Linked DNA regions of Arachis hypogaea: region 1 is linked to region 2. Evidence: chromatin contacts called from public Hi-C data. All regions are on one chromosome and are shown on one strand. The core of a region is the stretch at or near the end of the contact, and the rest is flanking DNA. Distances in the headings are between cores, read along the strand shown.

What was found. Hi-C and Micro-C count contacts between places; a contact is called where the count stands out from the background.
Region 1: a contact with region 2 is called in a Hi-C map of leaf, with 3 times the contacts expected there. The contact joins the promoter of LOC112710293 here to the enhancer-like site in region 2. A contact is called at or near these places in 2 of 8 Hi-C or Micro-C datasets (both in leaf).

The regions. Positions count from the first base shown.
Region 1 is chr9:9,863,564-9,869,405 of arahy.Tifrunner.gnm2.J5K5, reverse strand. LOC112710293 (probable xyloglucan glycosyltransferase 6) reads left to right here and starts at 4,479. Exons shown (of 5, transcript XM_025762453.3): 1 at 4,479-5,842. The coding sequence starts at 5,172. It overlaps LOC112710295 (small ribosomal subunit protein eS8), which reads left to right and starts at 1,257. Exons shown (of 5, transcript XM_025762454.3): 1 at 1,257-1,377; 2 at 1,493-1,565; 3 at 2,118-2,448; 4 at 3,175-3,344; 5 at 3,442-3,670. The coding sequence starts at 1,374. The coding sequence ends at 3,517. LOC112710296 (glutathione S-transferase F9) reads right to left here and starts at 81. Exons shown (of 3, transcript XM_025762455.3): 1 at 1-81.
Region 2 is chr9:9,633,405-9,639,110 of arahy.Tifrunner.gnm2.J5K5, reverse strand. No RefSeq gene overlaps it. Among protein-coding and RNA genes, the nearest start is that of LOC112708835, 12 kb to the left of the region's middle. Within about 2 kb of position 4,245, at least 1 of the 3 cell types and tissues checked has open chromatin away from gene starts, as enhancers often do.

The sequences.
Region 1 (5,842 bases), core at 3,230-5,729, 230 kb before region 2:
TTAAATTTTGTAAAGTTAAAGAAAAGTAAAAGTAAAAAATACTAAAAAGAAAATAAGTAAATATATAACAAACCAAATAAAGTAGTATATATATATATATATATATATATATATATATATATATATATATATATATATATATATACATATGTGTGTGTGTGGGAGAGAGAATTCTTTGCACAAAAAATAACTAATGAATGAAAAATAATAGAATATTGTTCCTGGATAAGAATAAATATTCATTATGCCAATTAAACATGTTTATCATGTTACCAGCTCAATCAAGCCTAACAGGTATACCATTAAATGAGAATAAAATCATTAATTCAGAAAATTGTCACATCATGATCCTAAATGCATATTAAAGGCAGTACATGTCTAACGATTACCTGAGAAAGGTCTAATAAAAGAAAAAAAAAAAACTAAACTCAGAAAGGAACACATAATTCAAATAAACTATTGTAAAACACTAATGATTTAAGTTTGAGAGTGTTTTATAGATTATTCTTTCGACTTAATATTGAAGTTGCTGAATCTTTAAAATTTGTAAACTCGTGATCTTTCACAGAAGATATTTATAAAATTTAATTTTGATATATTTATAATATAAAAAAAGTTATATATATATATATATATATATATATATATATATATCTAATTACATATCGGTATATCAATAAAAATAATTACTTTTTCAACAGTCAATGTATCTAATTTTAAATAAACATTAATAATTTATACTATTAATAAATTAAAATTAAAGTCTTATTCATAATAAGTAAGTTATTATTAAATACATAACATTTAATATATAAATAGTTAACTTTTTTGTCAATTTTTTATTAGTGACTTATTTTCCCAAGCAAATCCTCTTTTATATATTCTATTAATTGGGATAAGAGATAAAAATCAGTAGTTAGAGTTTATATTCTATAATAGAAGAAGACTATCATAGTGGAGATAAGAGATTAAAAGGTTATAATAAATAGACATAAATTATGAATAGTGATAAAATTAAAAAATTTAAGATAAAAATTATATAAAATCATTTTTCCGTGTATGGCTCGCTTACAATGTTTTTTTGGACAAAGTGTTGTCCGGTTGAGGAAAACCCAACCAAACAAGGCCCAGTTACTTTTTTGGTTAAGGCCCAGTTACTGATTAGAATTAACATTAGGCTCAATTTGGGCCTGTAATCATAACCCAAGGAGAAAAAATATTAGATGAGAAACTAGGTCATAAAAAAAAGAGAAGCCCTGACCCAAAGAGAAAGAGAACACAAGCTCGTATATATATATATATAATATAAGGCACAATTAGGGTTTAAGGTGGTAGCAGGGAGAGGCCGATTGTGTGTTTTTGGTTCAGCCAAGATGGGTATGCTTCAATCAACATTATCGCTCTTGTCCAATTGCAACGCCAATTATGTCATGATTTCACTGAATCTAATTTCAACGCCAATTATATGATGGATTTGTTTGTTGTGTTGCAGGTATTTCCAGGGATTCTATGCACAAGAGGCGCGCCACTGGTGGCAAGAAGAAGGTTTGGAGGAAGAAGAGGAAGTACGATTTCACTCTCTCTTTCGATTCTCCGTGTTTTTCTTCATTTTGTGTTTTTGCGAAGTGACTTAGTTTCAAACCCAAATTCTCCCAAATTTCAACCCTTGTCCTTGATTGGATCTAGTTAGTTTCATTTTTTTATTTAGGCTTCTTGGATTAAATTGGGAGATGAAGAACTGACAGTGTTAGCTCATTAGAATGTTGCATAGAAGTTTGATGCAAAATGTAGAACTTGTTTGAAAGTGGCTTATCTGTTATTGCCTGATTTGCGAAAGGATCCAGTTCCTTCTTCTGATATGTGTTATTTAATAATTTTGTTTTATATATTTTGGAAATGGAAAATCATAAGTACAGAAAGTGGAAATGCAATACAATTAGATTGTTTTATTTTCTATTCCTGTAGAAAAACCTAAACTGAAAGGAAATAGTACTATATAACATTTTCTTGATAAACTGGCCTATATATATATATATATATATATATATATATATATATATATATATATGAGTCCTAAATAATCTTTATGAAGAAGATACTTTTATGATTTAACATAGGTATGAGCTTGGACGCCAGCCAGCCAACACTAAGCTATCGAGCAATAAGACGGTCAGGAGGATTCGTGTTAGAGGTGGCAATGTGAAGTGGAGGGCATTGAGGTTGGATACCGGAAACTATTCATGGGGAAGTGAAGCTGTGACTCGCAAGACTCGTATTCTTGATGTTGTTTACAATGCCTCAAACAATGAGCTCGTGCGAACTCAGACTCTTGTCAAGAGTGCCATTGTTCAGGTTGATGCTGCCCCATTCAAGCAGTGGTACCTTCAGCATTATGGTGTTGATATTGGCAGGAAGAAGAAAACGGCTGCTGCCAAGAAGGATGCTGAGGTGAAGCCTTCTGATCTTTTCTCTTTGATTTGTTTTAGTATGATAAGCTTTCGTCACGTTTTATCCTGTCTTCATAATCAATGTAAAGGAATTAGCCTTTTGAAAATAATTAACCAACTTCTAGTTGCTCCTTAAAGAAACAAAAATGGAGATATTATTTTTATTACTCCTGAGAATTTAACTCAAACAATATAGGAAATTAGGGAAAGTGATATTTCTTTTTTAACAAAATCCTATAAACTAAGCTGTAAGCATAATGATATTCATACAATATTTGTATACTGAAGTCCAATTGATTAGTTTATTTTATCCTTTCTATGTTGAACTTGGGTGTTCTTCTTGCATTGTTTGTCATACAAATAATATTGGTCATTACTCATGAATATCTCAAGATTTTAAGTAACCACTCATGCATTGGTTTATGTTTGTCACATCTAACAGTGCCTGAACAGTGACAATATGATATATTTGTTTTTGTTTGATGCTTTGCATATAATTTATGAAAATCTATTAGTAGCATTTATTTTAAATTTGACTTGTGTTTTTTATTAAATTTTCATCGTGCTTTTCACCCCTTAGAATGTGATTTTCTTATACTCTAATTTTTGCATTTTAGAATTTTGGTTTTCATTTTCCATTAGATCGAATGCACAAAATGCAACATAAATAAGAGTGCTGTGCAGAGGCTGATGTGTTTCTTATTATTCATTGATGTCTCATTTGCAGGAAGGTGAGACCCCTGCGGAGGAAGCCAAGAAAAGCAACCATGTGCAGAGAAAAATCGAGAAACGTCAGAAAGATCGTAAGCTTGATCCCCATATTGAAGAGCAGTTTGGTGGTGGGAGATTGCTGGCTTGCATTGCTTCTCGACCTGGTCAATGTGGCAGGGCTGACGGGTAATGCATATAAATATTGCTTGTTTGGGTTGCACTGAATTTTGTCTAATTTGATTCTTGATCCGTTACTTGTTTCATTCCTTCTTGAATGCTGCAGCTATATTTTGGAAGGTAAGGAGCTTGAATTTTACATGAAGAAAATCCAGAAGAAAAAGGGAAAGGGTGCTGCCTAATTGTTCTGTTCTCATACTTGTATTCTGGATTTATTCGTTTTTGTTGGGGATTGGTTCCATTCTTGGTGATTTTTCACCGTCATCACCTTCTGAATGAAGCCATAACACGTTAGTGTGACTTAACGCGTATTGTTATCTTAGTTTTGTTTTTTATGTTCCTTTTGTTTTTGTTTTTTTTCTTCTTAAATTATGAGTACTAGTAATTTTCATCAAAATGTTTTGAATTGATAGATAATACTTCGCTTAATTATATTGGCAGATCAAGTTAGAGATGCATAAGGATATGGTAAAAAACTAAAAATTGCACTTTTTAAAAACTTTTATCGGTGTCTCTCAATCGCCTTGTAATATATATTAAATAAGCATTATTCTTTGTTGTTCCATTTGGTCCAAATGGGGACTAACTGCTAAGAAAATGTGTGCTGTTGACACTTGACACTTGGTGAATTTCTCCGACACCCATTCTGGGAATGGAGAGTTTACTACTTATAATCCTTTGATTATCTGGCTTTATCTACTTGATTCATTTTTTAATTTATTTTCATATATGAAGATTTATTTAATTTTGGCTAAACTATTGCAATGGTACCAAATAATCCGTATCATTGACGAAATTTAAAAAAAAAAATTCCAACGACAAATAAATTAAAAATCGTGACAAAAATAATAAAAAAATGTCTTTTTGTTTTATAATTTGAAAACAAATGTTGTATTTGGCAAATAACTGGGAATTTTTATTACTTTTTTATTTTACAAAAATTACAAAAAAATTTAGAGCAAAATTAAAATGTTTTAAAAATAAAGAATATTTTATTTTTCTAGTCATATTAATAAATAAATATATTAAAATTTGATGTTTTTAATTATTTTATCACATTTTAAAATTTATTTATTATTGGTATTTTTTAAAATTATTTCTTTAATTATATAACTTCTTTAAGTACTATTTTAATAATTTGTCCGTTATTTTATAATGAAATTGCACACACAATGACAGAGACACAAGTGAGAACTGAGAAACCCCACTGGGCAGTGGATTTTCCCAAGATAAGTTAAGTGAAACACTGATCCTGTTCCGAAACTGATATAAAAGGGAAAGGAAGCACTAGTAGAAGTAGCAGCAATAGTAGTCTCGCGATCTGAACAGCGACATAAAAACGTGGTTACCCTGGTCTCCCTTAATTGAACTCACATGATTCTGCCATCATTTCAGTTAACAAACACACGAGCCAAATCCAATTCAACTCCTTCTTCACCCACGCGCCCATCTCCCACTTCACGCGCCACCGTCCTCCGCTCAATAATAACAGATCTCGTTGCAGCCAACACCCGCGTCGGTGCCATAAGAAAAAAAAATAAAACAATAAAACAAAAAATGAGCTGAAACAAGATCAAGTGGCTAAAATTTTGGTTCCACATTTTCCAAATATAGTTATACTCTTCTAGCTTTCATTCGCCATTTGCCTTTGGAATTTGGATCACACTTCACCAAAAAGAAAAAAAAAATAGAACATCAAAACACAGCCCCAAAAAATAAGAGAGAAAAAAGGGGAAGAAACAAAAGATCTCGAGTCTCTTCGTTTTTTTTTTTTCTCACCATTTATTCCTCATTCATTGTTTCTTTTTTTTTTTTTCGGTTATTGTTACTCTTCCTATGTCTCGTGCACCAAACTATGAGTTTCAGGAATGGTGGAACAAGCAGAGAGAAAAGAACAACGTAGACCTTTTCCAAGACAAGGAGCACCATGCGGAATCAGCTCCTTTTCTTTCCGTCGACATCCAGGGAGGCGGCGATGTCAAGGGTGGTGGTGGAGGCGGCGGACGCGGCGGAAAAGCTCGTTCCTCCGATCCATTGGTGGAGAAGGACCGGGCACGGAGCGCACGCCAGCTGTCATGGGTTGTGAGGCTGAAATTCCAGCAGGTTGGCGCGTTTCTTGCGTGGATATCGAACGGCGCCGTTCATCTCGTCCGGACAGCCAACCGCCGGATCTCCTCGGCCGGATCGCGGTCCGATTCCTCGTCGCGGCTCTACCGGGCGATCAGGGCGTTCCTAATTGTGGTGATCCTCTTATTAGGGTTTGAATTGTTAGCATACTTTAAAGGATGGCATTTCAGCCCTCCGGTGGTTGGGTCCGCCGAGGTGCTGGGGATGGTGGGAGTTGTTTACGCCAGATGGCTCGAGATTCGGGCCGAGTACCTTGCCCCGCCACTGCAGGGTTTGGCCAATGTGTGCACATTTTTGTTCATTGTGCAGTCAGTTGATAGGATTGTGTTGATCTTGGGGTGTTTTTGGATCAAGTTCCGGCGGCTCAAGCCGGTGGCTTC
Region 2 (5,706 bases), core at 2,996-5,495:
ACAGAAATAATTATAACTAATTACGAAGTCATGAAAGTTAAATACGTACATTAATTAGAATTGCACTGAAAATTAATGATTGTAGAAAAAGTTATATATTAAGATGGCTTGAATTAAAAATCTAAAAGACGGATTGGACTTAAATAATCGAGTTGTCACCAAAAAATATATGAAGTGTCATATATTATTGTTTAGATTAATTTTATTTGTTGATAAATCTAAATCAGTGATTCATTAAAATTTGTCACTGTTTCGTGAATTTTTTTTTAAATATATAAATATATAGTACATACTTATATTATATATGTATATATTTATCTAAACGTATAAATATATAAATATAATATAGTATGTAGAAATATAAAAATATATAAATATACAATATCCATATAACATATTATAAATACATATATATAAAAATATATAATATATACTCACAATTTTAAAATTTTAAAATAATAATTATAAAAATACATATATAATATGTACATTTTAAATATAAAAAATAAAAAACTACACATACAAAATCAATTAAATAAGTATAAAATTATACTAACTAAATAGGATTAAGTATTTTTTTGTTCTTAATGTCTTGGCTCAAAATTAAAATCGTCTCTGACTTTTTTTCTATTAATATCATTTTTAACGTTATAAAATATTATAAAATTGTCTTTTTCACAAAAATAATAATTTTTGGACAATTTTATCCCTAATAAAAATAACCACTTTAACCCTTTTTTACTTACTTTCACCACTAACACAGTTGTCGAATTTTTCCTTCTCCTTCTTTTTTTTATCACCATCATTGTTACCACTATCACCATTACACCTTCTTGTCTCTCTATTACTAGTTTATCATCCTAAACCATTACCATTCCACCTACTATCCCAACCCTTTCCTTCTCAACTGAACCTTCTCTCCTTTTTTTATACTTAAAAAATTCACTAGCTTCCAATACAGGCGCACCAACAGCAATAACCACAAAATGAATTAACAAAAATTTCAGATCAAACAATAATTCAATAATCATCAACTATGATTTCAGATTCAAAATCAACAAAAACAATAACAACAAGAACAACACAAATTCAGCAACAATAGAACCATCTGTAACTAAAAATTTCATGCCAAATTAAAAATTAAATAAAATTTTTTCAAATAATTAATGACACAAATTTAGTCACAGAAGAGAAAAAAAGCTAGCTACATGAATAAAATTGGAACGAGGTGAGCTCCAGAAAACAGAGTAGAGAAACAGAGAAGCAGAACAGGAAGTAGAATAGATCTGGAAGGAGGCGCGACATGGTAAGGAGGCAGAACAGAGGCGCAACACTGCAGAAGGCAGAATGGAGACGCGGCGCTGCGAGAGAGGAAGAACGCAGGACGGCGCTGCGAGAGAAAGAGCGCGACGGAAAAGGAGTCGGCGCCGAAGGAGAGTCAGAACGGGATTGAGTCGACACCGAAAGAGAACGTCAGCAATGGTGTCCTTTCTCGCCGGCGACGCCTTCTTCTTCCTCTTCTTCTCTTCTTTTCCCTCTTTGTTCTCCACCCCTCCCTATGTTCTTTTCTTCGTTTCTTACTCTCCCTCTTCTCTATTTGTGTTGTTGAAAGAAAAAGAAGAAATGAGGGTAAATAATGGGATTAAGATGAAGGGTCCAAAAATTAGAAAAATGACGATTATATAACGTTTTGTAATATTGAGAATGATTTTAATAAGAAAAAAATGTTAGAAACGATTTTGATTTTGAACCAAAACTTTAGAAATAAAAAAAATACTTAACCCAAATAAATATCTAATACCATTTTATTTTATTCTACAAATATAATTAGTCATCACTCATCGCATAAAGAATATAATTATTATCATACTATTTTATACCATATTTAACTATTTTTATCTTATAAAACTATCATATAGTACTCTAAATTACATACTCGCAATTAGATATTCAAAAAATTATGGTGTATACATAGCCTCTAGATTCAACGCGCGTATAAAAGAGGGCTCTTCAAATGAATGTTAGTTTGCTAATGCATTTATTATCTTTGCCACATCTGCTTTCATGGTGTCATCAACTTCATCATCGTCTCCATTTAGATTAGTAACCTCATAATTGCTTTCAAACTCATCTTTACCGTCACTATTGTAATCTCTCCATTCGATATTTTGATCGGTTTCTGATTATTCGAAGTCAATGTACAACTCGATAAACGACATATGCAATCGAGTTTCATAGTAGATTGAAAACATCTCTTGCATGCTCGCGTTGTTGGTGACATACTTCATTTGAAAATGAACAAACCCACCAAAACTAATACAAGATGCCAATACAAAATACTCAATATCGTCTTTGATAAAAGAAGATTTATTCTCTCTCAAATAATACTCTTTAACTGTTCAAAATAATAACATCACATGAATTCTCACACATAAATCTTACTTCCTCATATATTTATAATAAAATTTAACCATCATAATATAATTTTAGTATAACTCTATCCTCTATTTTTTTAAACTAGGATCACTCATTCACTCTCCTTCACAATAATTGAAACATAACAAAGTGAAATAGAAGAAGAAAAAAAATGCAAAAGGTGAATTAAAGAAGATAAAGTTTGCCTTGTAAAACTGGTCGAGTTATATATACATTACAAATTAAATCGGATCCTCATATATACATATCTTAATTTAAAATTTTTAAAATCCACAATTCTGACCCACCGATTTAGATTTTCAGATTTTTGAAATTTTGTAACCATAAAACCGACTCGTCGATTTGCTCAAACTTAAAAAATAAATTCTGCTCACACAATACTGAGAATTCGATGTTTTCATCACCCAAATTTAAATTCATTAACTTTTAAATTGGACCCTACGTTTTCTCTTTCCTACAATTTTAAACCTTTGATTTGTGAATTGATATTTAAAAAAAGAATTCTTCATATTTATTGAAAACACACCAACAATTATAACAACAAAAACACTTAATAAAAATCCATTACCAAAAAAATTAGCAACGATAGAATTCTCAAAATCTGTGGTATGGAGTTTACGACTTAAAATTAAAAGAGATGAGTTCTGATCTCGCAATAATTATAAATGTGAATTTAGTTTGATTATATATTTATATTCTTTATAAACTTATATTATTAGTGTGAATATAATTTTTTTAGTTTTTTATTCCAATGATTCATTACTATATGATTTTTAATAATATTCAAGTAACATGGTTTTTTTTTTAATAGATTTTTGTTAATAAAATTATTATAAGAACCCAAAAATAACAAATTCTTATATAACAAAAACTTTATATATTTAACAATTTTAACTTTAATTTTTTTAAAGATGTATTTTTGTATTCTTAAAATCTTATTTAATCTAAAACAATAACTTTTTGTTTATTGTCAATACTAACTTCATAGTACTTGAAAAACATTGTCTAATACTTTCAATTGATATAATTCAAATGTGATTTTATACTTTTTAATATTTCTTTTTACATTTTTTTGTTTTATTTAAATAGTGTATAGTGAAAATTATATTTTATAAATAATAATAGAGAAAAAAATTAAAAAAATCTATTTACATAATTACTATTTGTTTTTTAACAATAATGATTTCTTTTAGTTTTTAATTAATTAAAAATTGATGCATCTAAATAAAAATATTGTCTGAATATATTATCTTTTAATTAATTTTTTTTTAGTTACTTGGAAACAATGGGAACACTTTGGGTTGTAATTACAGGCTGTCGTACACAAAGATGGAGTTTATCTTATTGAACGGCCATGAAAAGACATAAAGTTTATGAAGGATCAAACCAGAGCCTGAAAATTGAAAGGATAACTTTTCCTTTTTTTTTTTTCCCCAAAAGGATAATGTTCTTTTATGCCGCTGATAATTATTTATATATGCTCATTATTACCTAGCTAATGCGTGCAATCTGTCTATTGATGATATATAAAAGGGAAAAAACACCTTTGACATTTAATGGGTATATTTATGGATTTAACAAAAGTCACTTGTTAAAGTTAGTATTAAGGTTAAGGCTAAATAATTTAGTTATGGAGTAAAGGTGGTATTTTGGCTGGAAATGGAAGAATTTAGTGTATTTACACTTGGATGGACGTGTCAGATGATAGGTCTAATATGTAGGGGGTGTGTTACCGGTACTACATGGGGGCGTGGAGGACACGTGGCGAAAACTGGTTGGATGAACCATGCAGTATGTGGGGGGCATGGTGAGGCAGCACGCCACGTGGCGACGCATGATTGGGTGAAGCTTCAAGCACGTGGTGGGCGTGGTGAGTCAACACGCAGGGGACGTGTTGACACGTGGCAAAACGTGGTTGGTTGAGGTAGGCAACACGTGGGGAGCGTGTTGAATGCTCCTCTCTATATAAGGCCGAGCTCGGTACCATTTTTATTCCGAATGAGAGTGTGCTTTGAGCATTCTTTGAGTATGTTGGTAGTGTAATGGAGGATACCGCAAACTTGGTGGTGTATCGCAATGGTGAGATAATACAGAATACTCATGAGAGAGTGAGGTTTGTGTGCCAGAATCTGTTTTCGTTTGTGGTTCCATGCACCATAACGTTTATGGAGTTTTAGAACGGTCTCTGTCAAAGCATGGAGAACGGTATGTTAATTACAGTGAGCAGAATTCTGTACCGAAATCCGTTTGTAATTTTTGGTGGACTAATATAGTTTGATACCATGCCAATCACTGATGAAGCGAGTATGCAGAATATGTTTCAAATTCATCGGTAGACTCAGATGCGACAGCCACAGATTGAGCTGTATGTTGAGTTTGAAACTGTAGAGGCAGAAGGGATACAAAATGATTTAGATATAGAGGATGATAGATATACAGTGTACGAAGGAATGAATAAACAACAAAGAGGACTTCAAAGCCACTTATGAAGTTGGCGACGAAGATGAGGATGGTGACGTGGGAGTTGAGATAGCAGCGGAGAATGTTGTGGTTCATCCCTCGAGCAGTCAACCGATAAATGTGCCACCTTTTATGCGTGAGTTGGATCTTGACGCCATGCATGCACCGGAATTTCTTGAATATGCAAACATAGGTACGTGATGACTGAATAATACGTTTTTGTTAATTTAAACTTTGGATTGATTAATGAACGATGATTTCTGCTTTCTGTAGGCGTTGCTGATCTTGAGGACAGAAAGTTCCATATTGGAATGGAATACAATTCTAGAAAGTCGGTCGTCGCAGCCATTAGAAGTTACACTATCTCTAGAGGAGTTGACTACGATGTGTATGAGTCTGAGTCACAGACGTTCTACGCAAAATGCAAGATGTATGGGGGGCTCTCTTTTTCCCCGAAACCCCCTTCTTCTTTCTTTCCCCAAAACCCCCTTCTTTTCTCTAACAAAAATGCTCCACCACCCTTCTCTGTAATACTAACACTACTAACACCCTCTAATGCATATACTGGGAGGGGGGTTTCTCTTTTTATAGAGCAAGATTTGCAACTTACCGGGGTGGAGGAGTTGTCTCCTGCATGCAGACAGCTTCCAACATGCCCACTCTGTGTTGCTGCAAAACATTGGAAATTTGCGGAACTCTACCATGCCTGCTCCAACACGCCCCCTGCGTGTTGCTGGGATGCTGACACGCTTCTGCAGCACAGCGGTACCACGCTCTCCGCGTGTTGACCGTGACCTCCACATACCGACA